Regions from separate parts of the Mus musculus genome. Here regions 1, 2, 4 and 5 are each linked to region 3. The links are chromatin contacts, called in public ChIA-PET, HiCAR-type, HiChIP or PLAC-seq and Micro-C maps. All regions are on one chromosome and are shown on one strand. The core of a region is the stretch at or near the end of the contact, and the rest is flanking DNA. Distances in the headings are between cores, read along the strand shown.

The links. Hi-C and Micro-C count contacts between places; a contact is called where the count stands out from the background. ChIA-PET counts read pairs in DNA pulled down with a chosen protein or histone mark. HiCAR-type assays count read pairs that join an accessible place to other places. HiChIP or PLAC-seq counts read pairs in DNA pulled down with a chosen protein or histone mark.
Region 1: a contact with region 3 is called in a HiCAR-type map of astrocytes, with 2.1 times the contacts expected there. The contact joins the enhancer-like site here to the promoter of Ddx27 in region 3. A contact is called at or near these places in 6 of 39 promoter capture datasets (the C10 cell line, embryonic stem cells, hippocampal neurons and 2 more), 2 of 115 datasets of contacts at active chromatin or transcription factors (astrocytes and pancreatic cancer cells) and 2 of 9 other capture datasets (adipose tissue and pancreatic islet).
Region 2: a Micro-C map of embryonic stem cells shows a contact between it and region 3, with 4 times the contacts expected there. The contact joins the promoter of B4galt5 here to the promoter of Ddx27 in region 3. A contact is called at or near these places in 3 of 39 promoter capture datasets (hippocampal neurons, pre-B cells and stem cell-derived epiblast-like cells), 1 of 484 Hi-C or Micro-C datasets (embryonic stem cells), 1 of 115 datasets of contacts at active chromatin or transcription factors (effector CD8 T cells) and 1 of 9 other capture datasets (pancreatic islet).
Region 4: a contact with region 3 is called in an RNA polymerase II ChIA-PET map of memory CD8 T cells, with 25 read pairs. The contact joins the enhancer-like site here to the promoter of Ddx27 in region 3. A contact is called at or near these places in 3 of 39 promoter capture datasets (hippocampal neurons, pre-B cells and stem cell-derived epiblast-like cells), 2 of 115 datasets of contacts at active chromatin or transcription factors (memory CD8 T cells and pancreatic cancer cells) and 1 of 9 other capture datasets (liver).
Region 5: a contact with region 3 is called in an H3K4me3 HiChIP or PLAC-seq map of pro-B cells, with 5 times the contacts expected there. The contact joins the promoter of Spata2 here to the promoter of Ddx27 in region 3. A contact is called at or near these places in 6 of 39 promoter capture datasets (the C10 cell line, frontonasal cranial neural crest, hippocampal neurons and 3 more), 6 of 115 datasets of contacts at active chromatin or transcription factors (astrocytes, embryonic stem cells, large pre-B cells and 3 more) and 2 of 9 other capture datasets (adipose tissue and pancreatic islet).

The regions. Positions count from the first base shown.
Region 1 is chr2:167,475,106-167,478,516 of GRCm38.p6, reverse strand. It overlaps Slc9a8 (solute carrier family 9 (sodium/hydrogen exchanger), member 8), which reads right to left. Exons shown (of 17, transcript NM_148929.3): 17 at 1,517-3,411. Among named protein-coding and RNA genes, the nearest start is that of Spata2, 16 kb to the left of the region's middle. Within about 2 kb of position 1,971, at least 103 of the 459 cell types and tissues checked have an H3K27ac peak or open chromatin away from gene starts, as enhancers often do. A contact at or near this core is called in adipose tissue, astrocytes, hippocampal neurons and 1 more, where this site is marked.
Region 2 is chr2:167,347,245-167,350,745 of GRCm38.p6, reverse strand. B4galt5 (UDP-Gal:betaGlcNAc beta 1,4-galactosyltransferase, polypeptide 5) reads left to right here and starts at 1,568. Exons shown (of 9, transcript NM_019835.2): 1 at 1,568-1,828. The coding sequence starts at 1,714.
Region 3 is chr2:167,013,542-167,017,280 of GRCm38.p6, reverse strand. It overlaps Ddx27 (DEAD box helicase 27), which reads right to left and starts at 1,968. Exons shown (of 21, transcript NM_153065.3): 1 at 1,855-1,968. The coding sequence starts at 1,947.
Region 4 is chr2:167,366,226-167,369,735 of GRCm38.p6, reverse strand. No RefSeq gene overlaps it. Among named protein-coding and RNA genes, the nearest start is that of B4galt5, 19 kb to the right of the region's middle. Within about 2 kb of position 2,210, at least 123 of the 459 cell types and tissues checked have an H3K27ac peak or open chromatin away from gene starts, as enhancers often do. A contact at or near this core is called in memory CD8 T cells and pre-B cells, where this site is marked.
Region 5 is chr2:167,490,674-167,494,382 of GRCm38.p6, reverse strand. It overlaps Spata2 (spermatogenesis associated 2), which reads left to right and starts at 1,509. Exons shown (of 3, transcript NM_170756.2): 1 at 1,509-1,624. It also overlaps a transcript of Rnf114 not described here.

The DNA.
Region 1 (3,411 bases), core at 722-3,221, 460 kb before region 3:
CACTCAGAAAGAAGAGGCAGGCAGATTACTGGGCCTGAAGGCAGCCTGGTCTACCCAGCAAATTCTAGGACAGCCAGAGCTACAGAGATACCCTGTCTCAAAAAAGAAATCAGAAGAATGCTTTCTGCTTTGTCATCCCCACCTCCCCTCCAGCCTTGGAATGGCAGCAGCAGGCCCAGGTTTTACACTTTATGTAAGGAAAAGGACCCGTGGGCAGCTCTCCAAGGTGCTGCTCTCTCTCAGCATCCTGGGTCAGAGGCCTTTCCTCAACAAGGGACAGGAGTGGAGCTGAAATGAGTCCAGCTCTTCTGAGAAAGCTCCAGCCCCAGAGAAGCACAGCAGCACACCATGGAGAACACACGTGTGCTGGTAGTATATGTTTTTTTTCTTTTCTTTGCCTTTTTTTAAAAAAGGCACTCTTATTTTATAGTTAGTTCAAGCTGGTTCAGAATTGTGGCCATCTTCCTGTCTCAGCCTCTAGTGTTGGGATTATGAGTGCACCATAATGCCTAACAGCATGTTTAATTTTTTTGTTTTGTTTTTTGTTTTTTTTTGAGACAGGGTTTCTCTGTGTAGCTCTGGCTGTCCTGGAACTCACTTTGTAGACCAGGCTGGCCTCGAACTCAGAAATCTGCCTGCCTCTGCCTCCCAAGTGCTGGGATTAAAGGCGTGCGCCACCACGCCCAGCTAGCATGTTTGATTTTTTTAAAGACAGGGTCTCACTGTATAGCCCTGGTTGGCCTGGAGCTTGGTATGTGGGCCAAGCTGGCTTCCAACTCCGAGACTCCCTTGCCTCTGCCTCCCATATAGCCTATGTTTTTAATATGTCTCTTCCTCAGGTTGAGTTCTGCGATGAGTGGGTTGGGGGCTCTGGGACCCTTTTCTCCATAGCTTTCTGGACTCTAAGGGAGCTAATTCTTCGAGTTTGTCTCTCTACTTTGAGAGCTTTCTCTGAAGCTGACCAGGTTGTTATCCTTCAGTGGGACTGAGCCCTTTATTCCAGGCTGACACCACTCAGAAAAACTGATAGCCATCCTCAGGAGCCAGGGTATCCTGAGAATCTGATCTGTTCTTCACCGTGGCTTCTCTGACTGCAAGGCTGGTTGAGTTCCCATGGGATGTCACACTCAGGTAGCCTTCCCTGGCAGCAGCTCCTTCAGGAAGTGTGCGTGCATGAGCTGACTCAGGACCTCACAGAAGGCCTTTCTTCATGAACTGAAGACCAGAGGCTCTAGATCCTCAGCTTTCAGATTCCATGGAGAAGTTAGTTCTCCATTTTCTGCTGTCAAAAAACGAACACACTCAAGCAGCCACAGGCTCAGAGCAATGGCTTCCTGGCACCTGGGAGGAAGTCATGGTTGGCATGAGCATTCTGCCTCAAGTGCTGTTGTTCACCGAGGGCCAGAGCTGTACTCCTGAACACTGCACTTCTTGGAATGTGCCTGCTGCTGTCCTGCACAACTGTGGGGACCCAGAACCACATGTAGGAGTATGCAAACACGTGACACAACAGAGGTCAGCTGACTACATAGCACTTTATTTCTAACTATCCAGTCATGTGACCTGGGGCACCCTTCCCCCAATTCAGCAGTGAGGGTGAGGGGAGTAGACAGGCAAGAGGGAAGCTCCAGATGAGGGAGCGACAGCTTCCCCCCCCCCCAAGCTCAGACCCCAGGCCCTTCCCAAAGCAGCAAAGGCCTCAGGGACCTTGAACAATGGCTCCCGGCCAGTCTCCTTAAATCACAACAGAAAACTAGGGCTTCCAAAACCCTCCATGTCAGAGAAGAAAGAAACCCAGGCTTGTGAAGAGAGCCTTCAGTACAACTCTACCACTCACCAGCCTGTGCTGCCATGGCTCTAAAACAGGGCCACAGCCACCAAGCCTGGGTGAGGGAGCCATGGCTCCTCCCCTCCCAACTCTGAAACTGGGTGGACAGGAGGGAGGCAGGATGGAGAAGCAGGGTCACTAGAAGGCCCTTCCTCCCACAGGCTCTCGCTGCCTCCTGTTCCTATGCGCGTTCAGTTAACAGTCTGCCTCCCCCTGCTGGGACCTGGTGCCCTGGACACATGCCAGCAGAGAAAACAAGCTGCTATTTCTGAAAAGGATGGGGAGGACCCTGTCTCCACATGGTATCTTAGAAACCTCGTGGGTGGCAGACAGCTACTGGATCCTGTTTGCGCCAGGAGCGGCTGACCTCTACTACAAGGATCCATAGCTAAGGGAGGGGGGATCAGGACAGCAGCAGCTGCCTGGCCCCAGACCTACCACGGGCACATGGACCTGGCAGCCCTTAGGGTAGGTTTTAAGAAGACTCTCTGCTCAGTCTCTTGGCATTCTGCTGCACAAAAAGAAATCTGCACACCGAGCCCCTCAGCCTGCCAAGCTGCTAGACATGGCTGACTGGAGGGGCCTGTGACCACAGCACTGCAGGAAGCAAGTCACTGATCCCAAGACCTGGCTTGGAAATAGTGCAGGGATGGACCACCAGCAAGTACAGGGTGGCATGCTTACTGGCTAAAGTGCCAGGTACCCAAGGGCACCCATGTCCCTCCCTACTCTTAAGTATATTAGCTTCTGTGTGCCCAGCTGGCCTGCCCCTTGGCCTAGACCTGAAATGCAACTGGGGCAGCATCTTGTAGCATCTGCGCTTTTGCCACCGCACGCACACATCAGAACGAGCAGGTCTGAGAGGTGCTGGCAGCAGTTTGTCTCTCAGGTAAAACGTCTGAAAAAGGAAAGGCATCTAGCACTTTGCTCCCTGGCCAATGGCTCTGAAGGGCTGGACAGTCTCTCAGGGTGCTAAGCTTATGTCCTCCAGCAAGAGGCAGAGGCACCTCCTGGTGCTCAGCAGAGCTGGTGCTCAGTGAAGCTGGTGTGCAGAGCTAACATTCTCACCAAGCTCTGGGAAGCTGGCTTCAGGTCTCAGCTAGAAGGAGGGGCCAAGAATGATGGACCAGGGACAGGAGACCTGGAGACAAGGGGCCAACGGAATGATACCCTGATTCTTCATCTCAAAGATGGAACCTGAGTTCTCAGAAAGAGAACAACCCAGCCTGAACACAGCCCCTTAACCCCATCATTACACAAGGCCACAAAGTGAGCGGCTCCAGTTCCAGGGCTAAGGTGAGAGACAAGGAAGAGGACCATACCTTGGCTTTGCCAAGGACACGTGAGCTGCTGTACAGAAGCAAACTGCATGTTTCCAACTTCACCGACTTCTGCAGCACAGTGAGGTGGCAGGGCATTAGAGACCTGGCTGTCCTTCCCAACATCAGAACCACAGTACCTGAGGTTAGAAACACCTGCATCAAGGCCTACTTGGTCCCCATTGTGAGTCAGGGCCATATACAACTAAGCCACCCAGAGTACAGTGGCGGATGAAGGCCCACATGGGTAGTCGCTGAAGGGCC
Region 2 (3,501 bases), core at 319-2,818, 330 kb before region 3:
CTGGGACTTTAGGACTAGCCAGCCATCTCTGTTTCCTCTGGTGTTAGTGGGTGCTCTGCATCCCCTCTGTTGATCTTTTAGGTACTGGGCACTGAGCTCTGAGCACATACATAGCAAAACATGAAACAGAATCTCTGTCCTTGTAGAGCACTGGTTTGAGAAACCAAAAGGAACACATACCAAAACATGGCTTTGGAGGTGATGGGAAAGTCGAGGCTTGGAAGTGCACATGACAGTGCAGAATGAGAAATGGGGTTAGTGGTCAAGCCCCGGTGGCAGGCCACTTTTGATTTGAGCCCTTACTTCACAACTTAGACGACTTGCTTCTCTTTCCAGAAGCTTCAGTTTTCTCATCGGTGCAATGGGGCCAAAGTGGGGGTAGGGGAGCCACGATCTCAGGACTTAGAGAGAGGCTGTTACTGGCTAAGAAGCCCTGTTTCTCGGTGTCTTAACATTGACAGTTGTCACCACTGTTCTGTCCTGTAGGATGTGACCTTGTTTGGATCTCTTCTTCTTTCCTGGGATTTTATCCTTGGATTCATTGAAGGCGGATCAAGCCCCTTCTTCCTTCCTTCCGGCTTTTGCATTTGTAGTTCCCCTTAGTGGGACCACTCTTTCTCCACCTGGCACTTTCACATTCTTTTGTGTTCATGCCACCCAGGAAGGAGAGGCTTCCCCCTCAATCTCAGACTAGAGTAGAATGCATCCGAAACATCTTCATGTCTAATTGTTTTCATATCTCTTATCATCATCATCTGTTATATTGATTTTTTTCTTATTCGCATTAATACAGGTTCCCAGAGGAATCTTTGCTCCGTGGAGCATCCCCGGCCCCAGGACCCGTAACTGCCACTTTATCATAAATGGTGTCTGGAATGAATGGATGAGTGAGGGCGAACACGAATGCCCCGGCCTCTGCATCCTTGCTCTGCTGCAGCGGCGGGCTACCTGGCTATTCACACATTGTCCACCACCCCTCGATCCCCGCGTGGGGAGCTCGCACGGGAACCAAGTCGTACTAGCGAGCCGCTTCCTGCCAGCATGGGCGGCGGCCGCTCGAGGATCTTGCGGCTAGAGTGCTCGCGCGTGAACCCCGCCCCGCCCCGCCCCGCCCCCACATCCAGGCCCCGCCCCACAGATGCGCTCCCCGGACTGTAGGCCCTGCCCATTCCCGCCCCCTTGCCTCAGGCCACGCCCTTCTCTCCTCCCCGTCAGGCCTCAGGCTCAGGCTCCCGCAAAATGCTTGTTATGCTCCCGGCCCCGCCCTTATCCCCCTCCCCATCAGACTTCAAGCCCGGTCCCCGCCGGTGTTCTCAGGCTCGCGGAGGCACCCTTAACATCAGGCCCCGCCCTCGTCCGGCCCCCAGTTTAGGCCCCGCCCTTACTCGGTCCCCATCAGGCCTGCCTCAGGTCTGGTACCTCCATCTGCTCCTCAGACTGCGGCCCTTGCCCTCGCCCCGCCCTCAGCATCAGACCCCGCCCCTCACCCCGCCCTCCTAACAGGCCCCGCCCCGCCCGCCTCGCCCCCGCCGCTGAGCTCCTCTGGTCGTCGGCCCCCTCCCGCCTCATGTGGCCCGGCCCGCGGCGGCCGGCGGCTGAAAGCGGCGAGGCGGCGGCGCGCGAAGCCCGGAAGGCGGCGGCCGAGGCCCAGGCGGCGGACCGGAGCGGCGGGAGCGGGGCCCGGGTTGGCCCTCGAGCGGCCGCCGGCTCAGCATGCGCGCCCGCCGGGGGCTGCTGCGGCTGCCGCGCCGCTCGCTGCTCGCCGCGCTCTTCTTCTTCTCGCTGTCGTCCTCGCTGCTCTACTTCGTCTATGTGGCGCCCGGCATAGGTAGGAAGGCGACCCTGCGGCCACCCCACGCCTCTTCCCGCTGCGGCCCGCGCCGCCGCCCCGGCCGACCCCGCGCTCCGTGACTCGCCGTTTCCTGCCGCGCCACCCCGCAGCCCGCCCGCACACGCGGCCTCCTCCCTGACGCAGCCGCCCGCGCCCTCCGCGGCCGCGCGTTGGCTGCCCAGACCCGGCGGGGCTGCGGGCTGCGCGCCCCTTTCCCCTCCCCCCCCTCCTCCCTGGAGCCCGCCGCTCGCCCGCCGCTCATAGCGGACCCGACCTGCTCTGGGGACCGATGGGAAGTTTGAATTGGCCATGGAGGAGGTGCTGTGACAGGGGCCTTGAAGAAGCGGTGCCAGGTGGAAGGGAGGGGGGGGTCGCCCAGAGAAGAAACGGAATGGGTAGCAGTTCTCCAAGGTCCGCCCTTTAGAGGGGGAGACCGCCTGGAGAGAAAACGAGCCCTTCCCGGAACAGACTGGACGCTGATGAGAAGGCAAAGGCAGCGAGAGGGTTAAAGGCAGAGGACACTGAGGTCAGATGTCCTGTATGACCTTGGGCCCTCAGCTTCTCTTCTCTGTAAAATGGGGACACGAATCCCAGCCTTTAAAGGACAGAGGGCCATAAATGCCCTTTAAGCTTTTCTCCCTATAGCGGACGCCCAACGTCTTCGAAATAAATACATACATAATAAATAAATATTCGCTGTTACAGGTAGTTTGGGGGACAGAAGGAAAGAGTTTTAAGGAATGCGACTTGCCTCCCTTAGTGTGGTCTTGGAGTGCTAGTGAAAACTTCAGCCCTTGGTGAAAAATGAGAAGATGCTGTTGGGGGTGGGGCCGAGGGCGAGAATTCTGGATGGTTGGGATGGGTGCCGCTTAGGGGAAGTGCCTTTGAGATCGGAGTAGTAAATGCTGGTGTTCCCTGTTGACCTGGCAACTCTGAACTGGCAGAGAAATTTCCAGAGAAAGAGGGAGAGAGGGAGAGAGTCTCTCCCCTGATTATTTTTTTTTTTAAAGCTTGTTTCACTTGATGTTTAAAGTTGGTGTTTCATGCTGTCAGCCTGACCTGGGAAGATGGAAAAGCTAACTTGAGACTGTCCTCACTGATTTGGTGAGTGGCATTCCACCAGGGATGTATAATTATTGTGGCTTGTTAGGCTTGCTAAGTAGAAGGGCAGGAATTCTGGCTGAACAAGAATAGATAACTAATTAGTGAAATTAATTGAGAAGAGAGCTCATTAGCGAATAGGATATTAGATTCTCACAAAATGAGAGTGAAGTGATAGGTTTAAACCTGCAGGCATCTTCCAGCCAGACCCTCTATTTTTCTTCCTTTTGTGAAAGTGACAGGTGTTTCTGGTCTGGGTCTGTGTATCTCCTGTATCTCCATGGTGATCAGCCTTTTTCGATGAGAAAGAATAGAAGCCAGACTCTTCAACAGAAATGAAACTTACTTCAGATTTCTCTGTGGTAGGTCAGTGAAGCTCCTGTGTACGCCACCACCGCCACCACCAAGCTTAGAATCCCAAACCCTGTGTCACTGCAAGACTCAACTCTCTTGAGATTTCATTAGTGACTTTAGAAGTGTTTGAGAGAACAGATCCATTGCTATTCAAAGTCTGTTGGCAAAGAATAGGACCAGCAGTGCTGGGATGTGGCTGGGTGGTAGAGTGGTAC
Region 3 (3,739 bases), core at 719-3,218:
TAAGAGAATGGTTTCCAAAAACAAAGTGGACAGCTCCCAAGAAATGACAGACACTTGATATACATTAACCTCTGGCCTGCTAACACATGCTTGTACCTACACACATATACTACACTTGCAAGAGTGTAGACACACACATGGGGGTGAGACATGGGGGATGGGGAGTGTAATAATGGCCAGTATAGTCTAGCCAGTGAATTCCATACCTATGTAAGATCCCGTCTCTAAGCAAGGTGGACAACTGGAGTAACAGCCCACAAAGTTGTTCTCTGGCCCCACACACGTGCATGTGAACAAGTACGCGCACAAGAACATGTACACAGGCACACATATGAATGTGCATAAACAATGCAAACAGCAACAGGACCGTCAGAAGCTCAAATGTATCCAAGATCCAGTTTCAAAAGGAAACACAAAACTGATACAGAATTGGATACCAACAAGCTTCTTACGGAGTGAGGCACTGCTCTAGTTCTGCCTTACAGAGCAGGTAATACATGAGCTAAGTCTCTCCCGGCCACCACCCAGTACATGCCAGGAGAGACAAAGTCATCCTCCATCCTGGACACCAAGGTACTTGCTCCCAAACCTGGATCGATTTAAAATGCCTCATGCCAATGGCAGACATCAGAAAACTGTTGTCCTGTACAGTGGTAGCCCGGAGGGAAGCGGAGGCAGCAGGAGGGTTCCAGAATGAAACCCTCCTGTTGTGGAGAGAAAAAAAGCCAGAGCAGACTGAGACATCTAGACACATGGTTCACAACCTTCCCAACCCAGATGGTGGTGACCCCAAACCATAAAGTTATTTCCGTTGAGACTTCATAACCATAATTCATTACTGTTATAAATCATAATGTAAATATCTGAAATGAGATCCTAGGGTCCCCAGGGTCTGGAGCCACAGGTGGAGAACTACTGAGGGAAGCCTTCCAGGCAGAGAGCAGAAGTGTGAAGAGAAGCTGGGCACACCTTTAATCCCAGCACTCAGGAGGCAGAGGCAGGCAGATCTGAGTTCGAAGTCTACCGAGGTAGGTCCAGGACAGCCAGGGCTATAGAGAGAAAGCCTGGGGGAGTGGGCTGGGTAGAGATGTGAAAGGCTCTGAGCAGAAAAAGAACACAAGTTTCTAAGACATGAAATGGAATGGTATGTCGGTGTTGCCAGGACAAGGAAGGCTGCTGAGGGTCAAATGGCAGAAAAGACAACAGAGCCTGGCCTGACTCTGAAAGCCACAAAAACTTAGCTGCATGGCTGGAACCACTCAGACCACTGAGACCACTCAGCTACTTGGTAAGGAGACCACCAAGCTGGAAACTGAAGTATGTGAGGGGCACAGGTTTGCAGGTGTGCGGGTGGGACTTGCAAAGACCGGAGTGTGGATGGACAGAGGGATAGAAGCCTTGGACAGACGCCTAAACTGACCAGCAGAGCTCCAAACGACCTCCCAGCAACATCCTTAAAGACTGGAGCCTTAGACATCAGCTTTCTCGGAATCGGACTGCAGAGGGCCTGGGCCATCCTTAGTGTCGTGTGAGGCTGGCTGACGCCGGTGTGAGGCACTGAGAGTTTGGGTTTGGGTCTTTTTCTCTCGCCACTCACCCTGGAGCCACTTTCTCAGGGCTACATCCCCACCGCCTAGCATCACTAGAACCCCCTTGGGAGGCTTGATGGATAGGTGGGAGCATGTGTCCCCGACTGGGCAGGAAGCAAGACTGACTTCGCCTGCGAAGTTCGACTCCGCACAGCTTGGTGACACGGCCTGCATGGGGACACCTGAGCACGCTGAGGAGGGCCTGGGGCCCGCAGCTGGTTCCCGGCCGCTCCCGCCCACGGCCCCTTCTCCCGCCGGCTCCTACCTCCTCCTCCTCGTCTCCGGAGTCCGACTCGGGCTCAACCGGCACCTCGTCATTCTCGCCGATGGTCCGGATGAAGCCGAGCTCCGCCAGCATGCTGAAGAAGCAGCCACTTCCGGACGTAGCGAGTGCGGCGCGCCGACACGACCCGCCTTTTCCGCGACCCGCTCGGCGTCGCGCGCATGTGCTTCACGTCACTTCCGCTCGGGGGCGGCACTTTGAGACTTCGCGGGCCTGCGTGGTTTCCAATAATAAAATCAAATGGGTGGGGCGTTGTTTAGATTAGAAAACTACTTTGTTTTGGGAAAGAAATAGAAGTCTGAGAGTGTGTAAAGGTGAGGGAAAAATTAGAAGTATGTGTACATTTGGGAACTTAACAACAAAATGGTAGTCAGGGCTGCCATCTGGCTCAGCATGGCAAAGGCCACACTACTCCTGAGTGCGATCCCGGTACCTACAAGGGGAAAGAAGAGCTCGGAATCCAGAGTTGTCCTCTGATCTTCACACCCTTTTCAAGTGAACACGCCCCTCTGTATACACAATTATAATAATTAACAGGGGGCTGGATTCCTGGAGGGCTGGTTTAGTGGCTAAGAGCACTGGTTGCTCCTGCAGAAGACCCAGGTTTGATTCCTAGCACCCACAAGGTGGCTCACAGCTGTCTGTAACTCCGTATCTGACCTCTGCGGCCACTGGGAACATCTGGTGCACAGACATGTATGCAGGCATGATGCAGGCACATAAAAGTTTAAATAATAGATAATATTTTAAGGATGGTCGAATTGTAAGTTCTATTTTCTTTTCTTTTTTTTTTTTTAAAGATTTATTTATTATTATATGTAAGTACACTGTAGCTGTCTTCAGACCCACCAGAAGAGGGAGTCAGATCTTGTTACGGATGGTTGTGAGCCACCATGTGGTTGATGGGATTTGAACTCTGGACCTTTTGGTCTGTATCCCTTCTTTTCCACTGCCTCTGGTGAGTAGTAGACTACAAGAGAGGTTAAAGCATTTATGAACCATTATTAAAAGTACGGGTATGGGCTGGTGAGATGGCTCAGTGGGTAAGAGCACCCGACTGTTCTTCCGAAGGTCCAGAGTTCAAATCCCAGCAACCACATGGTGGCTCACAACCATCCGTAACAAAATCTGACTCCCTCTTCTGGAGTGTCTGAAGACAGCGACAGTGTACTTATATATAATAAATAAATAAATAAATAAAATCTTAAAAAAAAAAAAAAAAAAACATTAAAAGTACGGGTACTTGGGAGGCAGAGGCAGGCAGATTTCTGAGTTTGAGACCAGTCTGGTATACAAAGTGAGTTCTGGGACAGCCAGGGCTATATAGAGAAATCCTGTCTCAGAAAAAAAAAAAAAAAAAAAAAGCCAGGCATGGTGACACATGCCTTTAATCCCAGCACTTGGGAGGCAGAGGCAGGCAGATTTCTGAGTTCAAGCCAGCCTGGTCTACAAAGTGAGTTCCAGGACAGCCAGGGCTATACAGAGAAACCCTGTCTCAAAAAACCAAACCAGAGAAAAAAAAGAGAAAGAAAGAAAACAAAACAAAACAAAAAATACGGTCGAGAAAAAAAAATTAAAGCTACAACTGTGTCTGCATGCACACAGCTCTCCACCATGAAGACAATGAACAAAAGCGCTGAAATTGTAAGAACAGCCTAATTAAACGCTTTGTCATGGTGTCCCTTCACAGTAATAAAACAGTGACCAAGGACTCAGCGGTTAAGAGCACCAACTGCTCTTTCAAAAGTCCTAAGTTCAATTCCGAGCAATCATATGGTGGCTCACAACCATGAGTAATGAGATCTGACGCCCTCTTCTGGTGTGTGTGAAGAAAGCAATGGTGTACTCGTAACACAAAATAAATAAA
Region 4 (3,510 bases), core at 961-3,460, 350 kb before region 3:
CTACAACCAACCACTCCTGGACATGGGAGCTGCCCCGAAGTGTACTTGGCAATACCCAGTGAGTCTCCATGGGACAGAACTGACTTTCCCTTTGCCAGTGGGCATCCATTGCAAACAGCCTCTCCGTAAGAGGTGGAAAAATTCTAAGAGCTGGAGGTGATGGACAGACACCTCCAAGGAACACAGTGAGACCAATGCACATGTGATTTCACGAGACTGAGGCAGCAGGCACAGGGCCTCCACGGACTCAAGTCATGTCCCCAAAGCACTGGGGACAGAGCAGGGTGGGTTTCACCTCCAACCAGAGCTTTGTTGTGCATTGACCCTGTTAGAGCAGAATGTACAATCAGGTGACATTGAGCTATCAGTAAGGTAAGAAAGCTAAAATGAAGGCTGGAGAGATGGCTCAGGGGTTAAGAGCACTGACTGCTTTTCCAGAGGTCCTGAGTTCAATTCCCAGCAACCACATGGTGGCCCACAACCATTTGTAAGATCTGATCTCTTCCAGTGTGTCTGAAGACAACTACAGTATACTTACATAAAACAATGAATAAATCTAAAAGAAAGAAAGAAAGAGAGAAGGAAAGAAAGAAAGAGAGGAAGAAAGGAAGAAAGAAAGAAAACTAAAGCGAGCTGGACATGCCCATAATCCTGGCTCACGGGAAGATTGCAGCAAGGGCTACACGGTACCAGGTCAGCCAGGACCCAGCCAGGACTAGAGAGCAAGGTTCCATCTCAAAAGTAAAAAGAACTGATCATCCTGCCTCTACCTCCCAAGTGACTCGGTTACAACCGTGGGCTGCCACACATGATCGAGCAAGCCAACTATATCTTGACCCTTAAACTTTATTTTATTTTTTTAATTTTCAGAAGCTAAGTTCTCCAGGTAGCCCTTGATTTATGATCCTCCTGCCTAACACTTCCTGGGTGCTGGGATCACAGACATGCACCACCAAGCGCATTATGGGGTGCTAGGACCAAGTCCGGAACTTTCTACAGGCTAGGCAAGCAAGCCGCTAATTTCTTGATAAAGGGAAGTCAAACACACACACACACACACACACACACACACACACACACACACACACACACACACACGCCGGCCAGAGAGAGGAAGTCCCAGTTCCTGCCCGCATCTCACGCTGACTTGCTGTGCCCAGGAGTAGCATCACCTTGGGGCCTCCCCACTTCTCTACCTCTCATTGGCTCAGAGACTCAACGGCCCTCCCCTCCCCGGGGCTTGAATGTTCCTGTGAATCTCTTCATGTGCCCCGGAAACCCACAGAGCTTCTTCCAATCTGTTAAAGGAAGGATTCTGCAAGGACTAGGATCGAGGCACTTCTATGACCAGCCAGCAGAGATTCCATGCTCAGTATGTGGCCTAGGCTAAAGCACACCAAGTTACACTCAGACATTTTGGGCTAACCTCTGGTGTTTAGTGAGCACTCACTATAGCCTGGAGCCCCTTTGCTCAGATGTCCGCTTTGTAGTCCTCATCAGAGGTCAGAACAGTTAGAACCTCTCCAGGTGAAATCTCGAAGTTGCCAACAGGGTCCAGGAAACCCTGGGTCTTAACTGCTGTGTCTGAGCATCTGCTGTAAAAGTAAAGATGGCGCGTGGAGCAGAAGAAATCAAGGCTCTGCCGATCGCGAGGGGGGTTGACAGAGGCTGTGTGGGCCTCTTCTGCCTCTACCGGCCTCCCAGGAAATGGGAGAGGATTTCAATCAGACAGCGGACGGGCTGGTCCACGTGCGTCCCCCACCCCACCCCCGCTACCCCCACCACGTGGAGAAGTTCAAGTGGTCGGACCTGGTTCTTCCCTCTGCCTTCACACTGCTGTCTTCTTTGGAGTCCTGTGTCGTCAGTCCACCATATCCCTCGGCCCCACCCCCTCTTGGAGAGAAACTTCTGCCAGGGCGCACCTGTAGGGTGAGTGCGTGGGTGTGAGAGGTGGACGAGGAAGGGAGGTTTCTAGAGGAAATATTTCACAGAGAGAGAGAGAGAGAGAGAGAGAGAGAGAGAGAGAGAGAGAGAGAGAGAGAGAGAGAGAGAATGTGCGTGTGTGTGTGTGTGTGTGTGTGTGTGTGTGTGTGTGTGTGTGTGTGTGTGTGTAAGCACTACTCCTTTAGTGACCTAAAGGAAACCAGCGTGTGGTTATGCTGATAATGCCCAGCAGCGAAACCTCAGAGGATTGAATGGCAAGCCCTGGTTGGTTCCTGCAGACCCAGGCAGGATGCCTGAGTTCTCTCTTGAGGGCAATGGGGCACTATGGGAGAGTTTGGAGGGAAACGTGCGAATGCAATTTCCTGACATCCGATTTTGCTGTAATAAACACCGGCTTGATTGCCATGGCCTGTCCAGCCTGCTTTCTTCTATTTGTCTTTCTCTCTCTCTTACTTTCTTTCAGTTTTATTTCTTTTCTTTTCTTTCTTTCTTTCTTTCTTTCTTTCTTTTTTTTTTTTTTTTTTTTTGAGCCAGGGACACACTAGGCAAGTACCCCACCAGCTGAGCCACACCCCCAAGCCCAGGATTTGGATTTTATTCTGAATAAAGCTGAAGAGGAGTCACGGGGGTGAGGGGGTGGGGATGGGGGTGGGAGTGGGGGGGGGGGCCAGCACACTGAAGTCTTAGCAATCAGGGTAGGAGGCTGAGGCCCAGGGACTGTCTTCCCAGACAAGCAACGGCCATCTTAGACATCTTAGACAGCCCAGCTGTGCCTGCTTGCAAAGGATGTCCCATCTGGGCTGGTTGGCAGTTTGTGTCCTCTCATGGAAGTTTAGGAAGGGTCATGACAGCCACACTTAAAGTTCCCAGCCACTCCCTGCTACCTGCTGACAGCTCTGGACTAATTGCACATGGCCTCTCTGAAGGGCTGGAGTATATAGCCACAGAAGATGAAAGCTTAGGCCCACTGGGTTTAGGTGTGGCCTATTGTGTTTTTTTTTTTTCTTTTAAGGATTTATTTATTTTACTTATATGAATACACTGTAGCTGTCTTCAGACACACCGGAAGAGGGCTTCAGATCCCATTACAGATGGTTATGAGCCACCATGTGATTGCTAGGAATTGAACTCAGGACCTCTGGAAGAGCAGTCAGTGCTCTCAACAACTGAGCCATCTCTCTAGCCCTCACTTAAGCTCTTTAAGGAACCCCAATAATCACATTGGTCCCAGGGTGAACTTGGTGGCATTGTGCCTCGCTTTGCTGCTAGGACCTTAGGAGAAGAAGCCAGTGTTGACTCTCCCCCCCTGGGAAGGGATTTAAACAAGCCTGACGGAACTAATTACACCCCCTGATTCTAGCGCTGCAGAGGCACAGAGAGGACGATCCTTGGGGCTCACCAGCCTAATCAGGGAGCCTCAAATCCCAGTGAGACCAGAGAGAGAGACCCTGCCTCAAAATCAATAAATTAATTAAAAAAGCACATCTGCATTAAACCCTCCTCACAGAAATGTGTTGTGCACATGACTGCAAGGGTCACTGAGTAGACTGAGGGAGTATGCATGGT
Region 5 (3,709 bases), core at 260-2,759, 480 kb before region 3:
AGCTGTCTTCAAGACACACCAGAAGAGGGCATCAGATCTCATTACGGATGGTTGTGAGCCACCATGTGGTTGCTCAAATTTGAACTAAGGACCTTCCAAAGAGCAGTCATTGCTCTTAACCACTGAGCCATCTCTCCGGCCAACTAAGCAGTTTCTTTTCTTTTCTTTTCTTTTTTTTTTTTTCTTTTTGGTTTTTTTGAGACAGGGTTTCTCTGTATAGCCGTGGCTGTCCTGGAACTCACTCTGTAGACCAGGCTGGCCTCGAACTCAGAGATCTGCCTGCCTCTGCCTCCCAAGTGCTGGGATTAAAGGCATGCACCACCACTGCCTGGCTAGCAGTTTCTATGTAATTCATTCTGGCTACATCTCACCAGGGAGCTGGTATTATTATTGTTGTTGTTGCTATTGCTTTTAGCAGGTATTATGATGCAGGTCAGAGACTAAGTGGCAAGATCAAGGACACACTGCTAGTAGCCAGTTAAGTCCACACTGGGTGTCTCCCCACCCTCTTTTTTTCCTTGTTTGGAATGGAACCCAGGAAATACACACAATCTAGACAAGGGTTCTAGGACTGGGCTGCAGCTCCAACCTTTTATTTATTTATTTATTTTTTTGAGGGAGGAGCTCGATAAGTTACTCACCCTAGCTTTAAACTCACACTCCTCCTGACTCAGCTTTCCAAATAGTTAGGATTACAGAACCACACAGTGAGGTCGTCTATGAATTAATAGGAATCTACTATTTCCATTAATAATAATAATGCCCAGTTATTACTTGAGAAAGAGTTTCCCTATGTAGCAATTTCCTTTTACCTATATGAGCATGTTGCCTGAATCTACCTATGTGCATCACGTACATGCCAGATAACCGTGGAGGTGAGAGGTCAGATCCGCTGGTACTGGTGTTAATGGATGGTTGTAACCCGCCACGTGGGTGCTGGGAACGGAACCCAGGTACTCTGCAAGCAACAAGTGCAAACTGCAGAGCCCTCTCCTAAGCCTTTTTGACCCCGCCACCCCACCCCACCGGCATCCTTAACCTCCATAGCCAGCAGTAACACCCAAGGCCCTCTCCAGTCTCGCATGACCTCCGTCGTTCCTTCATTGAAATGGGATCGCAGGTCTTCCTGTCAGTCCGGGCTCTCCAGCACTGTCCTGACCAAGGGGAAGTTGATGAGGTGAAAAAAAACCCCAAGAAAACAAAAACCAATCTCCCCGCTCGCTCAGCAACCTGTTTCCATGACAACCCGGCCAGCCAGCGTCGGTGAAGCTCCGCGCGTCACTTCCAGTTAATTTGCTTCCGGGTTCCGCTCGTGCCTCCCCGCGGTCCCTAGGAGTGAGGTCCGGTTCTACGGAGAAGCGCTTGCCCTCCGCCTACTGCCGCCGCCTCTCCGTTCCTCGCGTACACCAGCTCGCCACAGGCTTCCGCCGCTCACGCCTGGGCCCAGCGCGCAGCCGCGATCCAGCCTTCCTCAGGGCCCGCCTTCGTGCGTCACTTCCGGAACAAATACTTCCGGGCTGCTTTTGCCCCCGGTACTGTTCTCGGTTCCCGGAGCCGGCGGGAGCGGCCGGGCCGTGTGGGCCTGTGCTTTGGAGGCGCTCGCTTTCCTGGCAGGCAGCGGTGGGTGAGTGCGGGTGGGGCAGGAGGGTGGACCCCTGCGCGCGCTGTCACCGGCCAGGCCCTCGGCTCTGTCCCGCGGCCGCGGCGGCTCCGGGCGGCTGGTCGCAGCACTGGCTCCCCGGTGATGGCACACGCGCCCCCGGCGCCCCCGGCGCCCCCGGGGGCAGGCACCGCGCTATGGCTCTCAGTAGGGAGGGGAGGCTGATCTAGCTTTGGATTTACCGAGTGACCTTGGCTGAGTCGCTCTGCTTCGGGATCCTTGGTCTCCCGGTCTATGGAGGAGGGACGCGGCGGCCTTCCGGGCCCGCGGTGGGCGTGGAAAGAGGACCCGGGTGTTGCACGGTGTCGGGGTGCAGCAGCGATGTTATGACAGGTCCCGGTATTTCAGTGACAGACGGAGGGGCGTTTGCGAGAGCTTGCCCAGTTTGTGCGATGCCCTGGGTTCTGACCCTAGTCCCCAGCACCACCGACAAAAGACACCACCAGTGGGAACTCCTTCCTTTGAGCTTGGGCGTTTTCCCCGCTGCCATGTCGGTCAGAGGAAGACGGCTCGCAGAGCTTGGAGTAGCCGCCACAGGTTTACATTCCCTGTAGAGAGGGGACTTGGCTCCCTTCAGAACCGAGAGAGGCTCTCCGGGGAGGGAAGCCAGGCTCCAGCACAGCCAAGGTTGTTTTCAGAGCTTTGGAAGGCCCCGGTGGCAGTGTTTCTGTAGGCTAGTAGGGGTGTAGGGCCCTTGTATTGTTTTACAGCCAGTAGGAGATGCCAGGGGTGGATCTGGGAGCCTCTTGCTTAGAATGAATGCATAGAGGTTGGGAGGAGGGAACGGTGGTAGAGCCACATCCCTGATCCTGTGTGGAGACTGAAGCTGGATCAGGGATGTGTAAACATGTAGTTGGAGAACTGGGACCCAAATAGCATGTGCCAGTATAGAGAGGGAATGCATTTCAGCGTTGCCACGGGGCTTATTTTTCTTGAGTGGGCCAGCAAAGATAAAGGTGAACCATTGCTCTCCTTCCCGGATTATTTTGGTTCTGTTTAGCTGAATTTTAAATGCGTTCAGCTTTCCACACTGGGTCCTGGCGACTGTGCGCCAGCCTCGTCTTCACTGAATTGCTTTACAAAGGGGCCCAGATAAGTGCAGGAGGTGCCACCCAGAGCCGATGGCACTAAGCATCCTTCTGCTTATGTGTTCCGGATATTCACAGAGCTTTATTTTTTTCCCCCTGCCAGCCTGGTATGGCTTGGCATTCCAGTCATTGGGTTGCTTGGAGAAATTAACAGCTTCTGTCTCTGGGCTGTCTTGCTCTCCAGTAACCAGGCTGTGTTTAGCAAAGAACGTGTTTTTTGTTGTGTTTTCTAGAGTGTTGGGAATAAATTGCTGGCTCTGTGCTCAGAAAAGACAGCAGTTAGGGCCAGCCACAAGGCAGCCTGTATTCTTATTCAGCAGGGATGATGTAACTGCCTCACTGCTGGCTGGTCTCTGGCCAGCCTTTCTCCTGGGCTTTTGAGCTTACATCACAAAGAGATTGGTGTGGGAAGATGGCAGTTTTGCTACTACCAGACTTTGCTTCCCAGCCATAGGGCGTTTTGACTGACCAAGCCTCTCAAGGAGCCCAGTCCAGAAGATGCAGCAAGAAGATGGCTTTTGCCTAGGGTTAGATTCAAATCCAGGTCTCAGATCCGCTCCTTCTTGGCCCTGTGACTTCAGTTTCTTCTGAAATATTAGAGTCATCCTATGGATCTTACTGATTTTTGAGCAGCTGGCACGGGGCCTGCTTGTGGTGACCCCTTTGTAATTGGTACCAATTGTAGCCAGAAACAAGTGAGCTGAATGAGAGGAAGTCAGTTCTTGGGGCCTGTTGGCCCTTTTGGCTCTGCCAGAGACATTGATTGCAGCTGAGCCTCTGTTTCCCCAATTGCTTCAAGGATGCAGTGGCAGATGTGATTAAACTGGGGAGCCTGTCGTGCCACTTGGAACGTAGTAGGCCCTTGTTCACTGTTTCATTCTCTTACCCCGCTTTGTGTGGTTGTTTTCTGGTGTTCACACCTGTGCATCTAGCCAAAGAGGAAGCCAGAGATTGCATGACT